Linked DNA regions of Sus scrofa: region 1 is linked to region 2. Evidence: chromatin contacts called from public HiChIP or PLAC-seq data. All regions are on one chromosome and are shown on one strand. Each heading gives the region's core, a stretch centred on a gene start, on an enhancer-like site or on the middle of the called end of the contact. The rest is flanking DNA. Distances are from core to core; before and after follow the strand shown.

Region 1 (4,313 bases), core at 722-3,221, 220 kb after region 2:
GGCATATGGAAGTTCCTGGGCTAGGGGTTGAATCAGAGCTTCAGCTGAGGAATATACCACAGCCACAGGAACTCAGGATCCAAGCCCCATCTATGACTTACCCCGCAGCTTGTGGCAATGCCAGATCCTTAACGCACTGAACGAGTCCAGGGATTAAACCAGCATCCTCACAGACACCGTGTCAGGTTCTCAACCCACTGAGCCATAATGGGAACTCCAGGAAAGGGATGAGTCTTGAAGCAGGAAAACAAAAGTCTGCTGGAATGATGGTATCTGCTATCAAGATTTCCTCATTTATAAGGAAAGTGTTTCAAATGCTGGCCAAGAATAAAATGATTAAGTTAATATGTACCTGAAGCTTTAATCTAGGTCTGTTTGTCTCCGAGCACCTCTGCTCGAGGCAGAATAATTCAGGTAGTTAGTGTAGGAACATGGGCTTCAATATATTCTTTGACATGGTCATTGATTAACATCCGTGACTTAAGGGTTCCAGAGAGTAACATCTCCACAGGCCTTGTTTACTACAGGGAGTGTATCTGTTATATGTACAGGTGGACCTTAATCTCCTCAACTGGTAGAAGAGGAATGAGAGGAATGGTGACTCTCAGTTTAGGGGAGAGAGGAAGAAAGGAACCATAAAACTTATGGAGCATACTCTAACTCTCAAGTGCCTATGGGATGAGGCCTGATATAGGTAAACTGGGCAAGGCTAATGGGAAAAAGAACTGGTATCTGGACCCCACATTGGTACCCCTGTCTTTAAGAGATAAAAACCTCCATAGAACAATAGAAAGGGGGACTCTTCCTCCCCTTCCCAGTGTCTGTGCTGGGAGCTGTTTGCTTTCCTGTAATAAAGACTTTTGATTGCTTGCTTGCTGCCTGTGTGTTCGTGAAGTTCATTCTTTAGCTCTGTGAACAAGAACCTGGATTCCGGTAACATCTTTCTGGTAACATGCTGAAATATAACCCTTCTTTTGTGAAAGTATACTATTTTTGTTCACTTTTCTGTCATCTCATCTGCCAAGTATGTAAGCTCCATGAGCACAGAGGCCATAACCACCTTGCTCACTGCTGAATTCTAAGAACTGTGCCTGGCATAGAGTAGTGTGTATGGTCAGGCCACTCAAGATGGTTGTCCTCTTACTCTCTATACATCCCCTGCCGACCAGTGCCTGCTTCATCCACACCCACTCACAGGACTGAACTTCCTACATACTCTCCCCAGGCTCCAGCTGGTGATTGTTCTTATCAAAGGCACAGTGAGGGGCGTGCCCCTCGGCCAGTTTCCCTGGTAACTAATGATCCAATCTGTGGTAATTTTCCCTATAACTGGCAATCTCCCTTCCCTCTAGGAGTGAAGTTGGCTGGCCACATCACCACACACGGTGGGGTGTCGCTCCAGGACCTTGCTTCAAATGGGTAAGCTCCCCCATCCATTAAACCATTGATATCTCTGTTGCTGACTCTCAGCTCTGCATTCTGTCCTGAAGCTTGGCAAGCACCGGGCTTGTAAGCCTGTGGGGTGCAGCCCAACTAGTAGGCATGCAAATAAGTAATTGTTGCAGGAATGTACAGATTAGTATGTGAAGTGGAAAAGTAAACAGAAAAAAATAACTCAGTGGGTTTGGGGGGTTTGGAAAGTCTTCCCGGAGATGTCAAGGTCATTTACTTCAGCCCCAAAGGTTAACTGGGGTATAAAATCCTCACCAGCTTTCTCAACTTTAGTGCTTTGGCACCACCTGTTCTCACTCAAACAGGTGCTCAGAGATACAAAGCTCTCCAACTCCCCACTAGGAGGAGTCACACCTTCCGACCCATAAACCCTCCCCCTGTCTTCTCTATTTCTTCCTCCCTTCCGTCCCCTCCCCGCCCGGTTCCGGAAGCTTTTGAATCGCAGTGCTCCTGGGAATAGTAGTCTTCCGGTCTGAGCCTATAACATTTGATCCATTTCCAGAACTACGCTTCCCAGACAGCCTTGCGGCAGAGGGCGGCTGTGTCACCTGACCAGGACCTTGGCGCGGCAATGGCGGCGCCCATGCTACGCTGGTGCTGTCCTGGAAGGCGTTGGGCTTTCCCTCGGATTGGCGACTGTTCTCGCCACGAGAAACGGTTTCCAGCTGGGTCCACGGCCAGCGGGAAAAGGGGACAGAGCTCAGTGGCTCAGCAGCCCCTCATCACGGCCCAGAAGCCAAGGAAAGGGTATATATACTATTTCATACCTTTACTGCACACTTAAGTGTGAGGTGGAACTGCGAGGCTAGGAAAATGATGCCCACTACAGTCCAGTCTTCACTCGAGACGTTTTGGTCGGCGGGAGGGTGTTGGGCTGTAAGTTGCAGCCCTGAAAGCTAAGTGGGAGCTCGATGCTGGTTCTCTATCAGCCCCGCCCCACACAGAAACCACAGTCTTAAGACACACGGGCATTTTGGGGTAGTTCGCGAGTGTAAAATAGGGTTTTCTTGAATCGAGGGCTGCACAAGACTGAAGAGTGGACTCAGTCACCTTAACTAATAGCAGCAGTGGCTATTAGCAGGGTCCGTAGCAGTAGAAGTGGGATCTTAGTTAGCTGACACTAATTTAGCGCTACTATGGGCCAGCAGTGTTCTAAAGGTTAAAAGAAGCTTTTGCCTGCAAACTCTGAATGGCGGTGGCTTAATGTTATTGGCCAGAAATCACCACCTATTTGTGGAGATGTTTTATGTTGAACATGTGTGTTTAGACCTAGTAGGATGCAGCCAATACAAGAGATCTTCCTTCTTTTTCAGTATTCTCTGAACCGCTGTTTATATTTGACTATTTAAGACCTAAATAGGTTCTTTTTAACTACAGAAAAAGACATGTGTCTGATACTCAGTTTTTCCTGAGATTAAGTTGCTTTTTTTTTTTTTTTTGCTTTTATGTTGGAACAGAGGGAAAATGTCCGGACACATTGTTTCTATTCTTTTCATAAATGAGATTGTCTCACAGTGAATGGAAAGTATTTTTTTCTCTCCTATAATGAAACTGCAAAAATACATTGAATAAGGTTTTTGTGAATGCAGAATTTGAGAAGTTCTTTAATTCTTCTCAGTTACAAGTTGTGCTTCCAGTCTTTAAAAAGAAGGAATTCATCAATACTATAGATGTGGAATCTCATGTGTTGCAATAATTGAAATAAAACTAAATGCATGTTGACAAAAATTAAGATAATATAGAAAATTTCTGGGGGAAGAGCAGGATAGGAAGAGACAGAATAGGGAGTATGTGTGCACCAAGCCATCTACATATTGTGCAGGATACATGGGTTTCAGAGGGACTAAGCACACTTACAGGAACCTGGAGAGACCTGTCTGGAATGTTCATACAGACCCAACAGAGTAAGAGTGGCCAGAGGAGATGATTGTAGCATTTATACTAAAGTATTGTAGCTTCTTAGGTTTGATGGCAGTCAAGTGTAAAAGAGAAGAACCTGACACTAGATCTCTGGAATTTAAAGTGATTTGGGGGAACAAACAAACGAAAAAAAAAACATAAGCCACATGTGATAGTTTAATGGTTTAATGGTTTCCTTTGCACAAAGTTCCCTAGAAAAGTTTCATTTAGTGGTTTTTTTTTAATATCTGTGTCACTCTGGTTACTTTACTTGTAAGCCATTGTTAGAAAATGAATTCAAAACATGACTGAGAATTACCTTTTTAAATAGTGAGGTGTGCAACTATTTTTTTAACTATAATTTCTCTGGTAGTAAAATCTTAATGTTTGTGTTATTCTAAAAACATTCACCAGCTCAGCTGTTTTCATTTCCTGAGTGATCCCTTGATAAAGGACAGTTAATTTAGGAGATGCTGCTTTTCATTAAAGTCAGCCAAGCATTCGCCACGTGATACCCATTGCTAAATTGTTTTAACATGCCAGATTGTTCCTTTCTGTTACCTTCCTGTTTGTTCATGTTGTAAATGAGTTTTGTTTTGCTGGTCTCATAGGTATTCATTATGAATTGCTTTCAATTTAGTCACTAAGACAATAGGATGCTTTTTTTTTTAAGTAGGATATAAAATTTTACTAAGTTAAAAACAAATAGGAAATTAACATTGTGGTTTAGGCTCATAGAAATTCACACATAGTGACATATCTAACTACTTCTTAACCATTATGTCTTCCACTGTAGTGAACGTAAATGGGCTGCTGTGGTAGGTTTGGAAATCCATGCCCAGATTTCTTCCAACTCCAAACTCTTCTCTGGATCTCAAGTCCACTTTGCAGCACCTCCCAATTCTTTGGTATCTTTTTTTGATGCATCTCTGCCTGGAACTTTGCCGGTAAGGTTTTTATTC
Region 2 (4,551 bases), core at 537-3,036:
GCAGAAGCCCAGATCAGATCGTGGAATATGCAAATCCAGTGAGTAGGCGCAGCCAACAGCAGCCATCTCATCTCCAGCCACAGAGAAGCCAACTACCTTCTCAGGGGGCTGAAAAGGCCCTTCATCAGGGGAGAGGAACTCGACTGGGAATCCAGGCAAGGTCCCGCTGGAGTGCCCGGTGGGGAGAGAGGAGCAGACGTACACCCTTCAGCACTCAGGCCCAGGTCCTCCGTGCATGGGGAACTCTCAACAATTGCGAGGCACCCCCCCAAGACTGTCAGAATCTTTTAGTCACTCATCACTCAACAAACTCTTATGCTGTGCCTACTGTGTGCCAACACTGTTCCAGGGCCTGGGATGGTTCTCTTAATAAAACCAACAAACACATTTCTCCTCCCAGAAGTTCTTTCTAGAGGGATCTGTCACTCCCCATTTCCCATCAAATGGGACCAAGGCTGCTTGGGAGGTTTGTCCCTTGAGGCAAGACCGGCCTGGGCAGGGAGGCCTCAGGCAGCTGGGAAAATACTTTGTCAGGAAGTGAGCTGGCAGGGCGCACTGCCTCTGACTCAGCATCACCCACCCCCCCTCTCTGGCCAGCGCTTCTGGGTGGAGCAGCCTTTGGGTGGAGAAGCCTCTCTGAGTCTGGGAGAAGCTCTATAATTCAATAACAATTTCGCTAAGATGTTTCCGACTCTTAAAACATGTAACTATAGCTACAGACAAACGGCATTACAGGGCTTCAGAGAACCATCTGCTAGGCTTTAATTTGCTTCTCAGGACTGAGAGGATTATAAATCATGCAATCACACATCTAGGAACATTCTTTCCTCCATCTTTGCAGCTTAAAACAAGTCTGTAGTAGCATCGACTTACTTCACCGTTCTTCTCTGGGTGCGTGGCTCGCCTAGGACCTCTCACTAATGGACAGAAACTCACTAACACTGTGCACGGTTTTGCTAATATGATACACTGCGTGCAAATACAATTTGAAACAATGGTCCAGAGGAATTCGTAACAGTTTTTTTTTCTCTATTAAATTTATAAGACTCTATCATGTCATTCCGAAGAGTCATTAGCGGACTCTCAGATGCACAACTGAAGGATCTACTAACAGGAACGTCTAAGACTCACAGGTAAAATTATGCAGGAAAGATAAAACTTCCAGCCCGCTATTCTTAGGGAAGGCATTTAAGGTTATATTTCTAATTATCAAATCCTCCAATGAGGAAACATTTGTTGAGCACCTGCCTTGTGCCAAGCCCTGTCCCCTCCAGGAGATCCCAATTTACTAGAAAAGAAATGAACTAGGGGTAGAGGAGGAGGCTGACAGCAACTAACACCATCTTGGGTTGTTTGTTTGGTTTTGGTTTTGGTTTTGGGGGGGCCACACCCACAGCACATGGAAGTTCCTGTGCCAGGGATTGAATCTGAGCCACAGCTGCGACCCATGCCACAGCCACAGCAACCAGATCCTTAACCCACTGCGCCACAGTGAGAAATCCTGTGCCGTTTTTTCTATTTTTCTCTGCTCCTTGGCACTTGAAGACAAAGTCATATAAAGAATAATGTCCAGGAAATATTTTTCTTTAGATCTTGCCCAGACTACTTTCAGATGTGATGAGATGGCATTCTGCCTTATTTAACAAGCCTGGAAATTAAAAGTAAATGAGTCTATACTATTGGAGAATTTTGAAACCCTTACCTTAAATGGCACTCATTTGTTTTATCGTCTGGATGGAATGAAATTCAGCGAGTCAGACTTGCCTTTCAATGCGGCAAGATTGGAATCTGTTGACTGAACGTTTCTACTTGGACTCTCGTAGTTTTAACCACAAACATCTATCAGTTGCTCTGGGTGCTTCGAGCTTTCCTTTAACTGCCATTTGCTGACTTCCCACAATGGAGGTAGTTTAGCCAACCAGCACTCCTGTGGGGAGAGGGGGCATGGGTGGGTTGAAAGGAGCCTGCCAGTTCTCCCTGTTCCATTCTGGGCTCTGACAGTGTCTTGATTTGTAGGGTGGGACGAAGCACTTAACCTTTGTGTCTCCAAAAGCAAATGATGAATTCTGTCCCATTTACACTGTTTATTAACAGAAGGGAGTTGCACATGATTAACTGCTCCATTCCCTCATTTCTTTGACCTTAAGATGCCAGCCTCACGAGGGGTTGCTATGTGGAGACGTAGAGTCTGCAGAGTCCCAGAGGGAGTGAGCAGCCAGTGCCCGATGGATGGTAGTGATGCTGAAACTCACTTGACTTCTCAGCAAATGCCAAACTCCCTGCAGGATAATGCCTGGGGAAGGTGAGCCCTATCAACTTTGGAGGAGGGGAGGAAGCTGTGGAAATGTGGAAAAGGAAAGTAGGGGCTCACCAAAGCGGAGCCTGCCCTGCTTCACCATAAGCAAAGCCACTGATAATCACTAAATTGGTTCAACATCAAATGGCAGGTCTGATCTTTGATGAATTACCAGAGATTAAATCAGCTAAGTGCTGTTGACACTTGGCCACTAAGCCCAGTGGGAATTCTTTGACCTGGCAAAAACACTCCTCATCAATATCTTGGCAGATGAGGAAAGAAGCAAGGAAGGCGTGAAGAGTCTAGCCCTTCATCTTCCATTCAATTTAGGAAACTGGTTGTCAAGCTGCTCCCAAAGTCTTTCTTCCATGTAGCAGCAAAGAGTACTTCTTTATCCCCCGTGCCCATAAGATGAGCTACATTTCTTCCCTCTATTTGTATGTATATTTGAATCCATATGAAGTTACAGGGTAAGATTTAGGGCTCTCTCTAAACCAGCATTTTCAAAATGTGTCCCATCGCATACCAGTCTCCAGGATGCTCTTTAAATTAGAATTCCTCGCTTAAACAAGTATGGGAAGTGCTTTCAAAGTTTATTTCCTAAGTGCCAGGGCTACAGTGATGAACAAATCATTCCATGTCTGAACTCTCCTGATCACAGCGTGAGGTAAGGTTGAAGAAAAGGCAGAGATGGGTGTGTAATGTCTCATAAACTACAGAAGGACTTTGGCTTTTATGATTAGAATGGGCAGTCATTGGAAGGCTTGAAGAAGCTTTGATCCAGGACATAGTGGAACATCAAGGTCTCTGGAAACTTCTGTGAGGAAGAAATCTGTAAAGTTTTGTTTACAAGTTATTCCAACTAATTTGATGCCTAATACCTATGAACACATTGAGAAACATAATTTTAAACTAAAGAGAATTTTTTTTGCGCAATTTCAATGTCCTTGCCCACTATGCCTCTTTAAGATTAAGATGCTGTTCCCAGTTCAAGGCTTTCGCTGCAAAATCATTCTGGTTTTGAACCTTGGCTACTTCCTTTTTCTCATACCTCTGCTCATAATGTTGAATTATTTGGACACATTGATTTCTTCCCTTGGATTAGATAAGGTGGGTTAATCGCTATAATTAATAGACCTAGAAAATACATACTGGCTCATATACCACAGAAATACATTTCTTGTTGATGTTGTAACTGTACAGGGCAGGTGAATAAGTCAGCAGATTTGTTCCCTCCACATAGTCGTTCAGGGACCCAGGCTCATGGAAGCTTTGCCATTTTCAACACATTTCTCAGGTTTCCCTGGGACTCATTGTCATTCTGCCCTGACATTAGAGAAGGAGCGCATGAAGAAGTATATATACATGTGTGTGTGTTGAGGGGTGGGGACAGTATGGGTGGGTGGGGCTGGATGGCAACCAATGCCTCTGCTCACACTTAGAACCAGAAATAGTCACATGACTCCACCCAGGGGCAAGGAAGTTAGGATACGCCGCCCTTAAATGTACAGCTACCTGGCACTGATGTTCTACATCATAGAAGGGTTGCTTGAAGTCCGTCGAATAGCTATCCATTTCTGCTACACACCTACTTACGGATAGCTCTCTGAAGGGAGGACTGTGAGTTTTAATGCATTCATTTTTGTTAGTTTCAGAAATATATCGTCATGCTGGCATGAAACAGATGTCCAATAAATGTTGGTTGAAATAAGCAATAGTACATTAGAAACTTAAATATCTCCACCAGAAGGCTGGAAAGAGTTGAAGAGACCATCGGAAAACAGAATGAGGCAGCTGTCGTGGTATTTCAGTTCCAAAGAGATAAACATTTGCCGAGAAAGTGGTCAAACTTGCGATTTAATTTCTCCTGCAATTTAGCTAAAGGGGGCCTTAAGCAAAGTAGAGGTGAACTCAGAGACAGGGACGAGATTTTTGGAGGCTTTATCTGTAAGTGTGGAGAGTTCCTTCTACACTTCTTCATTGTGTTTTTGGCCTGAAACCCTACACATCTGACTGAATCCCATCAGATATCTTCTGGGTCATAAATCACACAGAGGCATGGTGGTCACTAAATCAATAGAGTTTCTAATTTTTGAAAAAGTGGAAGGTGCTTATGTAACCCAGTTGGGGAAGGGAAGGCCATTGGCAGCTTGCCTTGTTTACACTGAAAAGGCTTCATTCTCAGTGTCTTCCCTGCTCCCTGGAAGCCCTTTTGCTCAAGTGGGGAAGTTGCTGAAATCTGCAGTCCTTGGACA

Evidence for each region. HiChIP or PLAC-seq counts read pairs in DNA pulled down with a chosen protein or histone mark.
Region 1: an H3K27ac HiChIP or PLAC-seq map of alveolar macrophages shows a contact between it and region 2. The contact joins two enhancer-like sites. A contact is called at or near these places in 1 of 47 Hi-C or Micro-C datasets (embryonic fibroblasts) and 1 of 2 datasets of contacts at active chromatin or transcription factors (alveolar macrophages).

Annotation. Positions count from the first base shown.
Region 1 is chr8:77,235,965-77,240,277 of Sscrofa11.1, forward strand. It overlaps GATB (glutamyl-tRNA(Gln) amidotransferase subunit B, mitochondrial), which reads left to right. Exons shown (of 15, transcript XM_021101518.1): 2 at 1,353-1,419; 3 at 1,955-2,199; 4 at 4,148-4,298. The coding sequence starts at 2,024. Among named protein-coding and RNA genes, the nearest start is that of GATB, 16 kb to the left of the region's middle. Within about 2 kb of position 1,972, at least 52 of the 83 cell types and tissues checked have an H3K27ac peak or open chromatin away from gene starts, as enhancers often do. A contact at or near this core is called in alveolar macrophages and embryonic fibroblasts, where this site is marked.
Region 2 is chr8:77,014,530-77,019,080 of Sscrofa11.1, forward strand. No RefSeq gene overlaps it. Among named protein-coding and RNA genes, the nearest start is that of GATB, 210 kb to the right of the region's middle. Within about 2 kb of position 1,787, at least 17 of the 83 cell types and tissues checked have an H3K27ac peak or open chromatin away from gene starts, as enhancers often do. A contact at or near this core is called in alveolar macrophages and embryonic fibroblasts, where this site is marked.